Regions from separate parts of the Hordeum vulgare genome. Here region 1 is linked to region 2. The links are chromatin contacts, called in public Hi-C maps. All regions are on one chromosome and are shown on one strand. The core of a region is the stretch at or near the end of the contact, and the rest is flanking DNA. Distances in the headings are between cores, read along the strand shown. Region 1 has its middle 92 kb from the start of LOC123402563. Region 2 has its middle 140 kb from the start of LOC123403721.

Region 1 (5,264 bases), core at 2,714-5,213, 430 kb before region 2:
ATTGTAAAAATGTTGATCATGTAAATAAAAATGTTGAATAAGTATTTAACTTTTTTGAACAAGTATTTGAAAACATGTTGTTTATATATATATAAATGTTGAACAGTAATTAGAAAATGTTGATCATGTATAGAAGTGTAGAACAGTATTAGAAAAATGTTGTTGATGTATACAAAGACCGTTGAATAATAACCAAAAGAACAAAGGAAACTAAAAAAGGAAAATAAACAAAATAAAATATAAATATAAAAAACAAAGAAACAAAGTGCAAAAAGAATGTAAAATGGAGAAAAAAAAAGAAAAAGAAACAATAACTGGAAGGAAACTGGCTTGAATCGCCTCATTTTCAAGGCGCACATATAACATACCACTAACATGACATGGATGGAGTGATAGCAGCAAGCGTGGTTGCACCTGGAGTCGTCCAGGGACCGGACCCTGGTTCTCCCCTTTATTTTTTCTTTTTCTTACTTTCTACGTGCGCAATGGGCCGGTAGAAAACGAGATGCTGAGAGGAAAACCTTCAGCGAGCGCTGCCTCTCGCATTGCTTTAGGCATACCTGACCAAACGAGATGCTGAGAGGAAAACATTGCTTTTTGTTTTTTTTATCTTTTATGATAATGCGTGAAACTTTTCAAAATTCGTATTCTATTCAAAATTTATGATTTTTCTTATTAAAAAATTTAGATGAACTTTTCTCACATGTGGTGAACTCTTTTCAAATTTGATGAATTTATTTCAAAATTTGATGCACTTTTTTCAAATTTGATGAACTTACTTAAAAATTCCATGAACCTTTTTGAAAATTTATAAACTTTTTCAAAATTTGATGATTTTATTTTCAAATTTTATGATTTTTTTCCAAATTTCATGAACTTTTTTCAGATTCATGAACTATTTTTTCAAAATCCGTGAATTGTTTTAAAATAATATGAATCCTTTTTTCAGATCACTTTGAAATTTTCAAATGTGTGAACCTTTTACAAAAAATTACGAACATTTTTTCATTTTTATGAACTTTTTCATGTTCACTTTTTATTTTTTTTGCTTTTTGGTACTTCTTGTACGAAAGTGTGCGTGAAACTGGGCCGGCCCAATTCCCTCGACTCGTGGGCGCGAGTTCTCCTAGCCGGCGCTTAAGGCGCTAACTAGGAGCTCCCGCGTAGCACCGCTAGGAGTTGGGTTGAAGTTTGTGAACGCGATAACTCGCAATTCTTTCTCGCTGATAGATCTCCGCACTCGGTTTAAAAATAGGGCGATGCTCTGCGCCGGCACACCGGCCGCCCGATCTGCCAGCTGTAGGCGGGTCGCGCCGTTAGATCTCCATGCAACATTTTTTCATTGATGCAACAAATTTTGATGCTATGCAGCATTTTTCGTCAAGGGTTGCAAAAAAAAATTATAGCAAAAAAATATATCTACGTGATCGTAGCAAAAAAACGAAGAAGATGATGCGTGGTAGCAAAAGTCAAACGCCGGTTGTAGCAAAATATCTACGTGACGTGTACGCAACTTTTTTAGTGAACGGTTACAGCAAAAAAATGATGTCGGTTGTAGCAAAAAATAACACGGCTGTAGCAAAAGTCAAAACGCCGGTTGTAGCAAAAATCCAATAAACTCGAGTTGCAACCAAACGTATATGCAGCTTTTTTACTGAATAAATGTAGCAAATAAAAAACGCTTGTAGCAAATATAAACGCTGGTTGCAGCAAATTTGCACGAGAAAAAAAGCTGCATGAAAAACATTTATATCAAAATAACATATGGTTGCAACAAATTTAACGAAAAAATGTTGCATATACCTGCCAGCGAGGCGCGCGGTCCGTGCGCGACGGACCGAACGATTCGGCCGGCGCGCTGGGTGGAAGCGTTTGCCTTAAAAATAACCATAAAAAGCTGTCTACACTTTTTCTCAGAGAGAAGGAGAGAAAAGTTCATCATTCCACCCCCCGAAATGCAAGTTCATCATCGTACTACATGTGGCACGTACTGTGCAGAAATCCATGAAAATTACACCGTAGTTTCAGTTTATGGAAGTAACGTTCGGTGCTCAGCGAAAAAGGTGTCCATCCCTACACGCAATTCAGAAGAAGCTTCTCTCAGTCTCAGTGGGATTGCACAAAACCAGTCACCTCTTTCCAAACTATTCCATGCATGCCGATGCTCGATTCGTTTCCTCAAGAAGCATCAAGCGGAGGGGCCTAGCTAAGCTAGCCCGATCAGCCAAACCAAAGTCCCCGGCTAGAAGATAAGGGTCGGTCGGCCCTGCTGATATAGCGATATGATATCGCCTCGGCGCCCACAGTAGCCTCCATTCCTCCCACGAATCCCGGTCCAGACGTACGCGCGCGAACAGCAGCAGCCGCGGAATCGAACAAACAGTGGGAAGAGAACAAGAACAAAATGCCATCCATGCACGTCCGGTTCTGCTTCTGCGCGCGCCTAGCCTAGGCCGGTCGTCCTTCGTGCGTTCCATCTCAGGATTCTTCTTGGCGATCGCAACTTGTCTCTGGCATATCGACTCCCCCCACGTCCGCTCATGCACAGGCCATGCGCGTCCATTCACGCACACGCTGTTTGGTTGGAGAGATGACACCATGGACGGGACAGGGTCCTAACGATTCTCCTCTCTACTCTCTAGGCTTACCAGAAGGTCGTGAGTAGCCCTCAAGCACCGCCCGTCATTTTGGCACCTCCCTGCCTTGATATTCTTGCTATCCCTTTGACGCTATGGGGCCTATACGGTGGACAGGCATGCATGGATGGACGAGTGTGAGGCCAGCCGTGACAAACAAATCCCGTGCCACCAGGGATATGCCAATTTGGTGGCTTGCACCTGTAAGGTTCTTCTCGTCGCAATGAAATCTCCGGGTCATTAGCTAGCTAGCGATCACTTCCCTGTGCCCAAGGGCATAAAATAATAACTACTACTGATAAGTGAGCCCTGAAGACGGCAACGTACGCGCGTCAGTTACGTTTTCGAGTTTGACGCGAGGGGGACAAAAACTCGCACGATTTGGCCCGTAATCCCGGCTGTTTTCAGCTCATTCGAATGAATATTTATAGACAAAGTCATCTGTTTTTATGCCAGAGAAAATCAGAGTTTTGGATGTAGTTTTGGACGTCGTAGCTAGCAAAGATAAGCACTCGAGGAGCTGCATCGCTGCACGTACGGCATACCATGGGTAGCCGCGGCTTAGCTAGTGAGGACCATAACGGCATAACCACAAGGGCACCTCTCACTTTCAGGATGCGCCACGAGAGGCAAGTAATTAGGCCACGACTGGACGAGAGGACCACGGCGAATCGCCATTGAACTCCAAAAGGCAAAAGGCCGAGCTTGGCTTGGCCGCCCCTCTTATCTCCCCGAGTCCCCACGAGGGCCACGACCGCATATATCTCAGTCTCAATCTTGGGCCCCGTCCCCCTCGCCGGAGCTGCAACTGGCGCGCGACGCATGCATATCACCTACGCGATCGATCCGTGTATCCGAGCACGAACTACTCGCCCAACACGCACCGTCGCGGGGGCGGCCGGTGCGTGGTGCCCCCGGGAGCCGAGCATTAAGACGGGCCGGCAATAGAAGTTTGTTAGGCACGACAGCAAGGGCGGCACGTGGGCTTCGCCGTTGAGCGTTGCGGCATGAAATAATACACTCCACACCGGCCACCTGCTTCCCGTAACAGGCTGAGTTTTCGGTGAACAGCTCGTTGGTTGTAAGAACTAAGAAACCCTGTCACAGACACCTTAGAAACCAACTGCACAGGCGAGATGTGTGTATAGTCGAGCATCGATCTGTGGAAGGAGGAGACCTCCGCGGCCGGCCGTGGCGTCGCTGGCACGGCGATTCACGCGTGTCTCCGGGGATCTACGTACGAGAGCGACGGGTGAGGATGTAGATGGCCTCCCGCCGCGCCCTACCGCGCTGTCCGTTCAGTTTCCTGTCACGCTATCGCCTCTTGCTGTTTGCCTCCCCCCCTATAGCTGCTCTGACGTACCCCCTTTAGTACAACCTAAACCTGCACCGTTGCTCCTGAATTCACCGCCTCTAGCTCTAGGTAGGTGAGCGGGCGCCGTCAGTGCCGGCCCATCACGACGAGGCCCTAATTAATCTTGGTTAGTTTCACCGAGTCGGCATGCATCATCACAACACAAGGGACGTCGTACAGCGCTATTCTTCACTGGTCACAGACCCCAGATTCACCAAACAGTCATTGAGCCTAGTGCTACTGCTGCATGATCTACCACTGGTTGCTTAAGCAGTACTGCTCGATCTCGATCGATCTAGCACCGGCGATGGACGGGTTCGCGTCGACAAGCACCCAGTGTATGTGGCCGTTTGACCTAACAAATTAACCACCAGTACAGCGACAGGCTCCTGTCTGGACCTGCTCCGGTCATCTTTCTTCTTAGATAAGAATCATTGTACCGGCTGATTGCCCCGTCGGTGTAAAATTAGCTCTGGATAATCCAGTTCCACTTGTTTGGCGTTCAGCCTGGTCGATGGGTGCCAATTCTGTGAGACGTCAGAGTTGGATCGCATTAGCAGCCAAGTACGTACGCCCTGATTCATGCTCCTCACACTGGCCGGACAACGACCAAAGTTGCTACATGTTGATGACCACAGCATGCACCCATCCAACGCCAATTGTTTGCGTGAGACCATCAACATTCAAACGCCTCAAACCCGTCTCATATGCCTCGCCAAATGACTTGATCACTCACTTACCGGTCATGAAAATACGACCCAACAATTGCTTTAACCTGGCCTCAAACGTTAGTCCCAGTGACACCCCTCATATCTGACCCCGATATGGGATGGATATCGGGAAGGATTGGGGTGCCCGGGTTCATCCGTCACGTCGGATCCGGTCCACGCCACCCAACCACACATATATTCATCTTGATTCCCTCACCACACAAAACCCTAGTGAGTCCACTCCACCACCGTACCAAACTCCCATCCGGCGATCTCCGGCTTTTGCTAGCATGACGGACAGAGGCTCAGAGTCATGCACCTCCCTATCCATTGATCATAAGCTCATCTCACGCGGCCCCTAGAAGGAGATGACCGTACGACTTATGCTTAGCCGCTCCCGGGAGGAGGCCGCCCGATGCAGCCCTTCGACTCCTTTCGTCGAAAAATCAATTGTGTCCGCACGATCGACGGATAGATCCACGGACCGAAGGCGATGTAGTTCGTGTGGCGTTCGAACGCGGTGGCAGGCATGCAACCTCCGTTCGAGCACCGATCTAGAGGACG
Region 2 (5,716 bases), core at 1,008-3,507:
TCCTTCTTTTTTTTTCGTTTTTTGTTTCTTTTGAATTTTATTTTCAACATTTATTTTACATTTTAAACTAAGTTTATGTTTGAAAATTGTTCTTAAATTTCGAAAACTGTTCTTGATTTTTAAAAAGTTCCAAATTTCAAAATTTGTCGTCTTCTAATTTTCTTCATAAATTCAAAAAATCTTTAGGATATTAAAAAATGCTTTTGTTTCTTAAAACAATATTGTGAATGTTTTTGTTCAAAATGTTTATAAAATTTCACAAAATGTTCTGGCATAGAAAAATGCTTTCATTTTCACAAATTGTTTGCTAATTGCAAAAAACGTTCATATTTTTATTTTTTCCGGACATTCAATAGATGTCCCAGTTTCATAAGTGCAAACGTTTTTAGAATTTTTTAAAAGTTTTTGGAAACATGAACATTTTCAAAAAATTTATTTTTTTTAAAGAATGAAAATTTATATGTTTCCAAATTTTTTTAGGAACATGAACTTTACAAAATAAAAAATATACTTGAAAAAAGGAGAAATTTGTGAACAAATTTTGAAGCGGGAACATATTTTGAAACACCTAGAAAATCGAAACATGAACATTTTAGCAATTTTTGAAAGCATGAACATTTTTTAATGTTCTGAATAATTTTTATGTAAACTTACTTTTTTTTCGAAAACACATACAAAAGTTGAACATAATGGAAAATGAAATTGAAAATGAAAAAATGAAAGGAAAGGAAAGAAAAGAAAAGAAGAAAACCATATTAGAAATAGAATAAAAAAGAAGAAGAAGGGAACAATGAGGAAAAAAAATGAAAAAAAAGTGGAACCGAGAAAACAGAACTAATCAAAAACAGGTAAAGGGATTTCATAAAAGTTCCCAATACAAAAGAAACTGGAAACATTGAAATGCTTAAACAGGTCAGCTCATCGCGGGTCTGCTAGGTCACGCGCCTGTGCGAACTGCCAGCAGTTTGATCCAAAAGGCAAAAAATGGGGAATTCCTCAAGTTGTCACCCAAAATCATAAAGCAAGCGGACGAGCAATGAAACGGGTCGACCCATTTAGCATCCTTAGCTGGTTTCTACTGGGTTTGGGAGCCTACTATGAGGTTGCTGGAATAATTTTTTTTGCTTATTTCTCATTCCTTCTTTTTCCTGTTTCTTTTTTTCAAGTTTATTTCCCCCAACAAAGGTTTTTTTGTTGATTTTTTGTAAGATCAAAAAATGTTTGCATTTTTAAAAACTTTAAAAATACTGTTTTATCATAAGGTCAAAAATTTACAAAATATTCATGTTCCTTTTAGAAATGTCCGCGCTTTTAACAAATTGGTCAGATGTTCAGAAAAGTCCTCATTTATATTTTTTTTCACAGATTTTGCAAATACTCCAGAATTTTTTTGTAAATTACAACAAATGATCGCCTTATCAAAATTTTGTTCGAAGTTAAAAAGGAATTGGTCATAGATGAAAAAAATATCCCCCGTTTTCATATAAAAAAGATATTCTTGTTTGCAAAATTTCTTTAGTGTTTCAGAAATTTAAGTTTCAAAATTTGGTTCACAAAATTTAAAAAATGTTTGCATTTCAGAACTTGTTCATTATTTAAAAAATAATTCTTTTCGGTTCAAAAAAATCGAAATATATGAGTTTGGGAAAAATATTTTCGAAACTTTTCTGTTTAACATTTTTCACAAATACATCTTCAATATTTTTTGCCAAAACCTTGTTTTGAATATTTTCTCAATATATGTTAAAGCAATCTTTGAACTACGCAACAGTTTTGTAAATTATAGTTTTTTTCCTAAATGTGACGTACATATTTTCGAAACTTGTGAAGAATTTTTAAAATAAATCATACATTTTCATGAATGTACGTTTATTATTGAATTAATAGAACATTTTCTTACACTAAATATAAATTTGATTGAACGTCGTGTGTGTGCGGCATTTTGTAGTTGTCACAAATATTTTATTATTTTTATATTCACATTTATACATTTATTAGTATACAACATAAACATCTCTTACGCGTTTTAATATTTGTCAAATGTTCAAATATAAAGTGTTCTTGACTGGAGTATCGCTCCTATAAGGGCCCGATTCCGTTTCCACAAAGGCCTAACAGGTATGCACAGGAAAAAAAAAGAAGGAAAAAGAAGCCCAGCCAGCGAACCCCCGATTTGGACGACCTCGTCCATCCCGCGGGTCGTCGAGCCGCCCTCTCACCCAGCAGGCCGGCGCACCGCGCCACGTCGCTTCTCTCACCTGCAGCGTTCCGTCGTGCCGCGCGGCACCTCTCACCCCAGCGCGCCCCGCACCGTGCCGCGCTTCTCACCAATGCCGACAGCGTACCCGTTCTGCTCCGGCCGCCTCCCTCCCTCTAGGTTCCATGGCTCCAACTTCCTGCATCTCGCACTACCCCCATCTCCCCGGCTCACACACCACCACACTATCTCTCCCTGGCGGGGCTCCGCCGCCGGAGCGCTTTGTCCGTTCACATCCACCCCCCCTAGGTCGTTCAATACCACCACCCCAGGAGGTTCATCGCAGCAGCACCCCCTAGATCTCGCCCCTCACCTTAGGAGTTCAGTTATCCAGTGTGTTTCAGTCCAACTTGAGCTCCTTGAGATGATCATAAATTCATATAATTAAGTTCAAAATTATAACATGGTCCATGTATTTGACATCCAGATCCGTGATTATTAAGAGGGAAAGTTGGGATGAGAACTCACAACTCACAAGGCTCATTCATCTAGGTTCTTCATCTTTTCATTTTGTAATCTGGCTGTGCTGCCCGTTGTATTGCCAATGGCACTACTGATTATGTAAGCGAACTAGGAGTAGTTACTGCTGCTATACTGATGCTGGCCGGTGTTCTCTTGGTCATTTTCAGTGGTAGCAAGCAACTCCCATTGTAACCTCGATCGGTAGTAAAGTTGTACAAGTTCAGTATCATGTGTTGTTCTTTTGATCAGTGACGTATTATTATATGCCCCTTCCGCCAAGATCAAGTGAAGGTGTAGCAGGATATTCAAACTTGCATATCATGGCCAACCTGCTTGTTTTAGCACAATCCCATTGGCTGCAAAAAAAAAAAAGTTGACTTAGCTATCTGTGGTCAGTTTCGTGGTGTATTTGAGGTTATGCCTGAGTTTAGAGTCGAAGATTCACACACATGTAAGCATATGTGATGTGAGTTTGTATGGGTCACTATTTTTGGTGAAGAAAATTAATAGGGTATAGTTTATCTGCAGGACAGTGACTCAGCCTGGACACGGTCCGGTCCCGGTCCGAGCCGGCGTTTGGACCGGCCGCCGGCAGTCCGGACCGGACCGAGCTGTCCAGCGGTCTGTATTTTCACGAACCGAAAGTCAGCCGGCTCGGTCAGTCTTTTTAGGACCGTGAGGACCGATTACAACACTCCTTTCAGCAGCTGTTTAGCTTCTATTTAGCTGCAATTTAGGTCCTAGTTAGCTGCTGTTTAGGCATATGTTGAGCTGCCAACTTTTTAGAACAAGTAGAGCTGTAAATTAGCATTTTTATGCACTGAATGATAGCTGAGAGAGACTAGTGCTCGATTTTGCAGGTTCAGAGTTCAGGTTCAGAGTCCAGGATCAGGTTCAGAGGGAGGTTCAGAGTTCACGTTCAGAGTTAGTAAGGGAGGGGAGACTACTGCTCGATCCCCTCCTCCCGGGGCGCAGCGCCACGGGCCACGGCGGGGTCAAGGACATCGGGCATCGGGAAGGAGGACAGTGGGCAGGCGGCGGGGGAGATGAACTAAGCAGGTTACGTCAGGCTGCCCTTCGTGGCGCTCGGCGATGAACCAGAGAACCAGCTTGGACGAGATGTTGCCGTCGCTGTCACACGTCGTCGCGCGTCGGTGAGGGGAGTGGCCGCCGGCACCGTCGCGATGGAGAGGACTATTCGAGCGAGGAGCAGAGGAGGAGGAATCGAGCGAGGGGAGACTGCATGGAGTTAGCGAGCAGATCGACCTTGTTGGGCTTCGGTCCGCTCGTTCGGCCCGGTTAAAGACCGGACCGGACCGAACTATTTTCGGTCTAGATTCCTGGGCCCAGACCGGCCTGTTTTGTTGTCGGCCCTAGACCGTACGGTCCGGTCCTGAACGGGCCACGAGCGGGCCGAAAAGCTTGCTCGTGCCGTCCAGGCTGAACAGTGACTATTCACTTCGGACGCATCAACCACCCCTTGCTGCATGCGACGACACACTCCCTGGTTGTTGGGATCCCGAGTTATAAGTCGTGATCATCAAATGCATGTGTATAGTGATTCGAGAGATCAATGCTCACTAAATACATAAAAACTGAATAATAAGAGTCTTACATCCACATATCGACTTACACAAATTTATGACCTTTATAATAAAGTCTTACATAGATAAGGTCATGAAGGCCAAACACCAAACACAACTCGCAACGGAAATCTTGAACAAAAGCGTGAACCCATGCGATCTCTCTAAACTCTACAAACATTCTGACTGAGAAACGTCCTAATTCGCATGATCGTCATCAAAGTACTCTTCACCATATTCCTACTCTTTCATGTGTGGCCAATTAAATAACCATTGACAAACCAATGAGTACTTTCAATATACTCTGGAAGCAACCCATGTTTGGAACAAGGCATAACAATGCATGATATAGCAGTGTGTAGGTAATTGGCAGAAAGCTAATTTTGAGTGCAATGACATGTTTGATCGACTTGTAAAAACATGCATCAACAAGTTGCAGATATCCATATGAACATGTTACACATATCAATATAAAGAGAGTACCTCTACTCTAGTTTCATCATCTCATCAAGTCATCTTACTTAGCTCAAGTATCTCTTTTATCTTACACACACCAAGTTTTGTGAAAAAATGTAGACGTAGTTTAAGTAGCACCACCCAACTGTCCTTGACCGTGAACACGACTATTCAAATAGTTTTACACTCTGTAGAGGTTGCACACTTTACCCACAAGACTCAAGGAACTTCCGTGTCATCCACGACTCGCGGTATTTTACATATCCGAGGTAAGCACCCAAACAATGCCTTTTCCTTGACGACACTAAACAAAGAGTCCACTCGTTGGCCCATGTCTTCATGATGTACAACACACGAGCCTCGCTCAGTGTAGTACCATCCATGAAGGGATACAACGGTGTGCCCGGTGTTTGTAAAAACAACCCATGGTCTCCCTACCTGGCACGACCCCGTATCAAGAGAGTGACTAGGCTCTCTCGCCACTAGTAATGCGGGTTCTCTGTTAGTATCGACCAAAGTAGTCAACAAAGTACCGCCCATAAGGGTTATCGTGGTTGTGCATGTAAGGTCGATCATATAGTTTATCTCTACCAGCATCTGCTAGTATTGACAAATCTTAAATCTAATCCATTTTCGAAATCACACACAATCAACTTGCCTTGGTATACCACTTCTTTCTAAAGAGGTTACCTAGCTCACCATCATCTCCCTCGGGCATTAGTGGCACCCGTCGGGGATTTCGAAAAGTCTTTGAGAATACTTTCTTTCCATCACTATGCAAATTACCGTCCCACTTACGTAGCGTCTACTAGCATCCTATCTACTCCCCACCCAAACAACTCTAAGCAGAAAGTAGAGTTATGGCGATGCAAGTATTAACGAGGAAAGTAATGGAGGCAACCCACCAAGGTGGTTACCATGTCATCATGACTGGATGCAACAAAGTAAGGTGCTATAT

The links. Hi-C and Micro-C count contacts between places; a contact is called where the count stands out from the background.
Region 1: a contact with region 2 is called in a Hi-C map of seedling, with 6 times the contacts expected there. The contact joins two enhancer-like sites. A contact is called at or near these places in 4 of 6 Hi-C or Micro-C datasets (leaf and seedling).

Annotation. Positions count from the first base shown.
Region 1 is chr6H:486,185,455-486,190,718 of MorexV3_pseudomolecules_assembly, reverse strand. No RefSeq gene overlaps it. Among protein-coding and RNA genes, the nearest start is that of LOC123402563, 92 kb to the left of the region's middle. Within about 2 kb of position 3,963, at least 3 of the 3 cell types and tissues checked have open chromatin away from gene starts, as enhancers often do. A contact at or near this core is called in leaf and seedling, where this site is marked.
Region 2 is chr6H:485,751,687-485,757,402 of MorexV3_pseudomolecules_assembly, reverse strand. No RefSeq gene overlaps it. Among protein-coding and RNA genes, the nearest start is that of LOC123403721, 140 kb to the left of the region's middle. Within about 2 kb of position 2,257, at least 3 of the 3 cell types and tissues checked have open chromatin away from gene starts, as enhancers often do. A contact at or near this core is called in leaf and seedling, where this site is marked.